2 separate regions of the Mus musculus genome follow, and region 2 is linked to region 1. Evidence: chromatin contacts called from public HiChIP or PLAC-seq data. All regions are on one chromosome and are shown on one strand. Each heading gives the region's core, a stretch centred on a gene start, on an enhancer-like site or on the middle of the called end of the contact. The rest is flanking DNA. Distances are from core to core; before and after follow the strand shown. Region 1 has its middle 93 kb from the start of Mir5099. Region 2 has its middle 110 kb from the start of Gm40394.

The links. HiChIP or PLAC-seq counts read pairs in DNA pulled down with a chosen protein or histone mark.
Region 2: an H3K27ac HiChIP or PLAC-seq map of heart atrium shows a contact between it and region 1, with 11 times the contacts expected there. The contact joins two enhancer-like sites. A contact is called at or near these places in 1 of 15 datasets of contacts at CTCF or cohesin (pro-B cells), 1 of 484 Hi-C or Micro-C datasets (adipose-derived mesenchymal stem cells) and 4 of 115 datasets of contacts at active chromatin or transcription factors (embryonic limb bud, fibro-adipogenic progenitors, heart atrium and 1 more).

What each region holds. Positions count from the first base shown.
Region 1 is chr12:36,721,169-36,725,097 of GRCm38.p6, reverse strand. No RefSeq gene overlaps it. Among named protein-coding and RNA genes, the nearest start is that of Mir5099, 93 kb to the left of the region's middle. Within about 2 kb of position 2,212, at least 30 of the 459 cell types and tissues checked have an H3K27ac peak or open chromatin away from gene starts, as enhancers often do. A contact at or near this core is called in heart atrium, where this site is marked.
Region 2 is chr12:36,990,392-36,994,320 of GRCm38.p6, reverse strand. No RefSeq gene overlaps it. Among named protein-coding and RNA genes, the nearest start is that of Gm40394, 110 kb to the right of the region's middle. Within about 2 kb of position 2,235, at least 7 of the 459 cell types and tissues checked have an H3K27ac peak or open chromatin away from gene starts, as enhancers often do. A contact at or near this core is called in heart atrium, where this site is marked.

The sequences.
Region 1 (3,929 bases), core at 963-3,462:
TAGTCATGTGTGCATGTGTGTGCTGGGCTAATGTGGGATTCTGTTCTCTTCCATCTTGTTCATTAAGCCAGGATCTCTTAATCAATCCCAGACATCACAAATCTTATTTATTCCTTTAGTCTAGCAATCGTCCGTCTCTGCCTTCTGAGAATGGCATTATAGGAAGTCAGCCACATCTACCAGGCAGTTTTCCTTAATTTCTGTGGATCCAAATTCTGACCCTCACCCAAGCAGCTTCACCCCATAGCCATCTCCTCAGTCCCCTGGTTTTCCTCAATACTACTTTATATCCACCTACCACATATTTTTATAACTTGTCTCCATTCTGTGATTTCTACAGCTTTATTTATCACAACTGCTGAACCTCATGCTTTGTATCACTTTCAAAGGTACAGAGAGAGAGAGAGACAGAGAGAGAGAGAGAGAGAGAGAGAGAGAGAGAGAGAGAGAGATGAGGAAACAATTTCAGGGGCCAGACTTCTCAAAAAGAAACTATCTGTAAGGAACCACTGGGAATCTCAGAGCAGAATTCATTCACAGGCTTAGAGTACTTAAACCAGAAGATAGCACAGGAGACTCTCCACTAGGTAACCACAAGCTTATTAGCATGCACTGTAACCCAACAGATGCTGGCGTGAGTTGGTAACTTCAGAATTCTCCTGAGTATTCTGGATCTCCTGAGACTCTCCATTCTCACGCAAAGAGACTCTGCAAAGTCAACCTAATCCTGAACAGAAGCTCGGTGCGTTCATTGACTACTGAAGTATTTGCTTCAGATTTCACAGGCATTGTCAGCTCCTACACAGAGGTGGTGTCTGTGCGAATGGGAGTATGATGCTAATTTGTACACAAGCCTGCTACTCCCACTGCCTTCCTGGGGTTTCTTCTACACCCCACATGTCCTCTTGGCTCAGGACTCTTACTGACTGACTGCAATAGTTTCCAAAAGATGTCAATATAGTTCACTCTTTCCATTACTTTCTATGTTGCTCAAATGTCTTTTGTGAGGTATCACCAGATAAAAAAATTAAAACAGCAACACCAATACCCCAAACATATCTCTACCCCCCTATTTCATTTTCTCTTTAGTGCATGATATTTTCTGCTATATTCATAACTCATTCTGTCTTCTGTTTATGTTTCTACAAAGAAAAAACTATTGGCAATGGTGCAAAGAAGAAATATTTATTACAGAAATATCTGATAAACCAAATTGCTCAAAAATGTTTAAATCTTTTTAATGACTGAATAAATATAAGGACATTGCAAATTATATCAACTTGGTATAAGGATATAAACTTTAATGCGTCACCTTTTAACTATAAACATATATTCTCATATGTTATTTCTATGTATGCTATTTCTAATATCCAGCATGCTTTGTTGTTTTGGTCTCGGGTTTCTCTTAATCTCCCTTCTTCCTAGTTGCTAACATTTACCAGATTCCCGGCTATTTTCATACAATGATATTTTGACATTTCTTAATTCACTAAAGATTAACATGAGCAGGAGGGGTTTCCAGCCACACTGCCCTTCATAAAACTCCACTGAGAAAAAAAAAAAAAGCTATTTCAATGACTCATGGATGAAGAGAATCCGGTGCTAACAAGCTATGGCAGAGTGAGCCGTCCCTGGGGGACTCAGTAGGGTCCTCTTAGGAGAGGAGAGAGACACTGCATGACACCAGGAGTCTTTCATTCCTTCACTGGTCTGTCCTTGATGTGATGTCTCTGGCAAGGATCCCACCTACCTCTACATTTTTAGAGAAGCTCTCCTCTGGTTATTTGAGAAATTTTCCAGCAAATATGTTCTGAGATTGAGAAGACATCTACAAGTGTAGGTATTTTAGAAGATGAATCTGCCTGAATGATTTCTTGCCTGGACATGGCTGGGACTATTTTCCATCTCCTTTCATTTTTATTCCTCAGTGTAGATTTTTATGAGTATTGAATTTTAGATGGGTCTAGTAGCTGAGATCGAGTCGTAGACAAAAGATCTCTAAAACTGAAATATAAATAGAGAAGAGTTCTCGATGACATCATTCTGTATGCACACCAGAAGTGACCACAAATAACCTACAATAACCTTTTAAATTAGTTTTTTCCTGACTTCATAAAACAATATTTTATTTGGCAGGCATGCATTGGCAAGCTCTTCCACAGCTCTGTTTGTTTTCTGTCTCCAGGAAGACACCGCCACTGTTGTCACATACGTCTCCTTCTCTGTGGCTTTGCCATTTTCTGCTTCTTTATGAGTGGCTGTTGAAGAATATTTTTCTTTGGGGCACGTACTAAGAGTAACAAGGCCATGAATGAAAAACTGTCCTTATAAATGTATAGATGGATTTCTTTTTCTCTGGCTGACGCTGAGCAAGATCAAGGAAAAGAAGTGGCGATATCAGCAGGGATATGGCTGCTTTATTCTGAGGTTATATAACAGCAAGAAGCTGGATCCAGACCATTGATGAAAATCAGTTTCCTTGCCTTTTGATATGTGACTCAAATCCCAAGTTATAAAAAGGATGTAGGATCATAATATAGTTTTTTTTTTAAACATGAACAGTTATTCTGAACAAATTGAAGAGTATCAAGGGAGGAAAGGTATCATTTCGAAGTTACCTCATAGGTGAGACAATCTTTTTAACTTTAACAGTGTCTCCATTATAAAACAGAAATTGGTATGCTTTTCTAAATGTTGGCATACTATAACATCCTTTATAAATCAATTTAAGTTCACATCATTGAGATTTTCAAAACCTTCTTCCACTATTTACTCACAGAAAAGATACCAAAAAAAGAATAAAATATTTTCAAATATAATTTTAAAGTATCAAAAACTTCCCAAATTTAAAAAAAAAAAAAACACTTCTAGGATAATTCATGATATTTCATTTACTTCTCTTGTTTCCTATTAATCTTATGAAGGCAAAAGGGAAGGCTCCAATAATTAACCTTGTGTTATTGACCTAACCAAAATTAACTGGCTATACAACAATTTAGTTGTCCATATAAAAACAGGAAGAGAGATTTCCCCAAGTAACCCATATTCTCCATGAGAAAAACAGCTGGTGCTCTCTCTGTGTGTGTGTGTGTGTGTGTGTGTGTGTGTGTGTGTGTGTGTGTAAGCCTGTGGGGCATGGATGAAAGGATGTATATTTCTGATATCCTCCCTTGTAAATGGGTGGGTTTTTTTTTTTTTTCTTTCTTTTTTCTTTTTCAGTGGAAGTATGCCAATACTCAGGTCCTGGAGAAGGAGGGGCCCGAGAAAGTCTGGTCTGAATATTTAAAATTATATCTTTATAAAACAAGGTCTGTGAAAATGAACTAAGTTTCCTTACCAGTGTTACATGAATAATCACTACAAAATAATAATGGAAACCCATACCTGTCTCTCCTTGGAAAGGAGGAAAAGATTAATAAGAAACACTGCCTTCCAACAACAAAAATCAAAGTTCAAGCAGCAGACTTCTTTTGTGTCTCTGTTTTCCATGCTACATTTCCCACAGCACACTGCTGGGATTTTTTATTTTTTATTTTCGCTACGCATGCTCACACATCTGTTGCACATGTGTGATCAACCGACGAGGTTTTTGAGCCAAATGTCCTGTTAAATGGACAGAGTGGGCAGAGCATTCCTTTGAGAGTCAGACTCTGCCCCTGGTGGATTGCCGCCAAATGCAATGGTGTAATAAAGAAAAGAAATCTGCTCATTTGAATTGCATTGAAATGAACTGTGTCCTCTCCTAAAATACCATATGGTAATGATCCCTGGAGGTATGCTACATAACACCTAGGTCTGGCAGGCTCCAATGAAAGGCTGTAAACGTCCCAGTGTAGCTGGGCTGTGAAAGGCAAGATAGTTGACAAGAAGCATGCAGAGGGAAACAAGAATCCTATCTGATGTCCCTCAATCAACTTGAAATGAAAGAA
Region 2 (3,929 bases), core at 986-3,485, 270 kb before region 1:
TTATTTATTGTATCACTCCTATATATTTCCAATCTCAATTCCTAGTCCATAAGTCAGAGTGTGAACATTTCTCTCTTGTTTTAAATTTTTTATTAGGTATTTTCCTCATTTACATTTCCAATGCTATCCCAAAAGTCCCCCATACCCACCCCCTCCCACTCCCCTACCCACCCACTCCCCCTTTTTGGCCCTGGCGTTCCCCTGTACTGGGGCATATAAAGTTTGCAAGGCCAATGGGCCTCTCTTTCCAGTGATGGCTGACTCGGCCATCTTTTGATACATATGCAGCTAGAGTCAAGAGCTCCGGGGTACTAGTGAGTTCATAATGTTGTTCCACCTATACGGTTTCAGATTCCTTTAGCTCCTTGGGTACTTTCTCTAGCTCCTCCATTGGGGGCCCTGTGATCCATCCAATAGCTGACTGTGAGCATCCACTTCTGTGTTTGCTATGCCCCGGCATAGTCTCACAAAAGACAGTTATATCAGGGTCCTTTCAGCAAACGCTTGCTAGTGTATGCAGTGGTGTCAGCGTTTGGAAGCTGATTATGGGATGGATCCCCGGATATGGCAATCACTAGATGGTCCATCCTTTCGTCACAGCTCCAAATTTTGTCTCTGTAACTCCTTCCATGGGTGTTTTGTTCCCAATTCTAAGAAGGGGCAAAGTGTCCACACTTTGGTCTTCATTCTTGTTGAGTTTCATGCGTTTAGCAAATTGTATCTTATATCTTGGGTATCCTAAGTTTATGCTTTGGTGTATATCTAAGCCTAACTTATATAAGATGTTTGTTAAACACTATATGAATGAATGGATTAAAAACAAAAATTGGGGTCAACATATACAATGATTAAAGAAACACTACTAATTAAACCTATAGGTTCAGAGTCAGCTGAAACTAAACTTCTGAGGAACAGAATAAGATACTGACCATGAAATAATATAACACAACCTCACCGAGCACAGTGGCCCACACTTACAATTCTAAAAATTGACATAAAGGTACAGGGGAATTGAGAGCTCCAGGCCAGCTTTGGCTACTCACTGAGTTCCAAAACAGTGTGGACTATTTGGTACTACCCTGCCTTTTTTTTTTTTTTAAAGAGCAAAGGTGACATGGCTTCAAAAGCATAAGGTATAATTACTTAAATTATGATGTATTTGAGGTTTCAGGCAAATTATTTTTATAAAATTTCACAATATGAGCTTTCAGACTTCGTGAGTTAAATACTAAGCTGGGCAATAAACAAGGAAGAAATTTTGTTATTTATCTATGTCTACTCCTATTATAAAAAGCAGTGCATCTGGGGACCAGATGACTTCAGAATCCCATTACAGACAATAACTCCCTAATCCTTTAATATAGGTGGAGACAGCCATCATTATCCCATTTAGCAGACTTTAATAGTTGAGGCAGTAAAATTCAGTGCATTGTCTGATGTTTCAACATTAATTTTAAAGCATCATGTTGAATTTAAGTTTGTAGCTACATATGTGTTCTTGAATTTGTTACACAATTTGCTACATAATCTACATTATGAATCTAAACTTCATCATCAAGAAGTGTTACTGCCAGACTGGGCACTCTCGATTTCTCCTGTATCATCATTCAATTACAGGAAACCAAAAAAGCAATGAATATGCTATGACATTTCACAAGGAATTAGCCTGTTCACTTACTCGAACTGTGTGGCTAAGACACTGGTGCAGATTCAAGAACAGTCTGATGTCTGAAGATATATGAATTCAGGCTGAAGTTACAATGTTTAAAGTACTTCAGAGTACAATAAACATAGAATGTAGACTTTGATGTGTACAGATGCATGAATAAAGAGACATAATATTAATAACCATTTCACTTTGTATTAAACTCATATCATTCTCTCTTTTTACTTGCTTTTAAATTACATATATTCTAAACCATTCCATTCACAGAAATTCTAGCCCACCTCCTCCAACCAGTTACAGCCTCTCGGTCTGTTAAAGGAAAAAACAATTGCTGTTAAAACGGAAAATAGAAGCAGTTTTTTACCATTGGCCCACCACAGTTTGGCTCCCTTCTTGCAGTCTCTGCTCTTGTGAGAATGAAGCCAGACCACACACTGAGGGTGAATTACACCACTTCAAATAGAAGAAACATTAATGGAAAAAGCCAAGTGGAGTTCCAAGTGGGGGCAGTAGGCAGGACAGCACCCTCTCAGCACAGCCTTTCACAGGGTAGGCTGATCCAAGGCCTCAACAGGCAATCACAAGCTTGTCCTGCTCCTGTGCTGAGGAGTAGGAAACATCTCTTCAGCAGCTTGTCGCTATGGAGCCCAACAGCCTGCGTGAATGTGGACTTTGAGAGCCTCTTTTCCCAGTCCCCACTATACCTGTAAACTGAACTCGTCATTAACCAAAATAAGAATGTGATCTTATAAGAAAGATGAGCTTGTAAGAGCTCATAAGATTCTCTGCCCAACTGGTATTTATCAACAACAGGGAAAAATGGTTCTGGTGTCTTGGTCCCACAGTTTCCTAATTCCTTAAGATCCAAGTAGGTATTGACAAATCATAGTAAAGGCAGAGATAGGCATGGAGGAGGAGTGAGAAGAAGTGAGAAGAACTCAGAGAAAAGTTTCAGTCACTTTATGGTGAAGCTCTCCATCTTCCTTCTTTCCTGGGCACTTAGCATACAGCGGAGACCGGAAGGAAACTCTGTCCTTGCAAAAGACAGATCGAAATTTATCCATGCGCAGACACAAAGGGCACGCACAGGATGAGACTCCTGTGAGTGCTACAAAAGAAGACACGTTTATATTTGGATACAGACAATGCACAGATTCACTAAGGGTTGTCTGAAGCAATATGACAAGAGTGACATATACCATGGGCAAATAAATAAATCCAAACCTCAGGAAGTTTGTCTGAGAAAGCAGAAAGCACTTCCCCACACTATAACTCCACCAGGCCTGAAGAGGCCAAGGTCATTTGGCCAGACGTATACGTTTCCATGGCTCTTTTACAAATATTATGCAAGCTTCTGAAAATCTGAACCTAGTTTGACATTTCAGGAGTCCTTTGGGGCAGAGCACAAATAGGAACTTGGAAGAGGCTTTAAATCTAGTCGGCAGAAATAAATGACCAAGAATAGAGGACAGAAATTTAGAAAACACATTTTTTTAAGTGGTAAGTAGAAAGAGGATACTATACAAAGTACCACATTTTATAAAAGGTCCGACAAATGTTAGGTCTAATTATCCCCATAATACCGATTCAGAAACTGAGACTTCCAAAAGTTAAGGGATGGGATAAATTCAGGCAATAAATATCCCGAGATTGTCATGTAGAACCTCAATTCTCTATAAGCACCCACATTTTTCCATACAGAGTCATCTTTTCTGGAGAAATGCTATTTGGGTTTAGGAATGGACATAATGTATCATTTGATATTATAACTCTAATCCGTTTAAAAGAGAAATCACCCAGAAATCCTAACCTGATTGGTAGTACCTGAAAAAGTTAGCAGAGACTTGCCTCGGCACTGTGACATTGATGACATCTTTTGCCTATGTCATTACACCCGGTCTTTTCTCTTGAGTAGATGGTGCTGCCATCAGGGCCCAGACATAGTCCACCATCTCAGTGGAAACCTGCTGATCTCCGGGAAGACTGCTCGTAGTCAGAGAGGCAGACAATGCAGTGTGGTTAGCCAATTCTCAATAGAATCCTTTTGCCGTCCTTCTAACTACTTTTCTTTGTAACATACACATAAGTTAACTACATATTGACCATTTAAATTAATATATAATATACATTTTGAGAGGAGAACAGATAGGTAGCTCTCAGAAGTATATAATGACTGATTGATTGACAGGTGTAGCTTTCACTTGCCCTTCTCTTATGACATGCAGTATTAACTATCAGGTGTTTTGCTTACGTTAATTTTTAA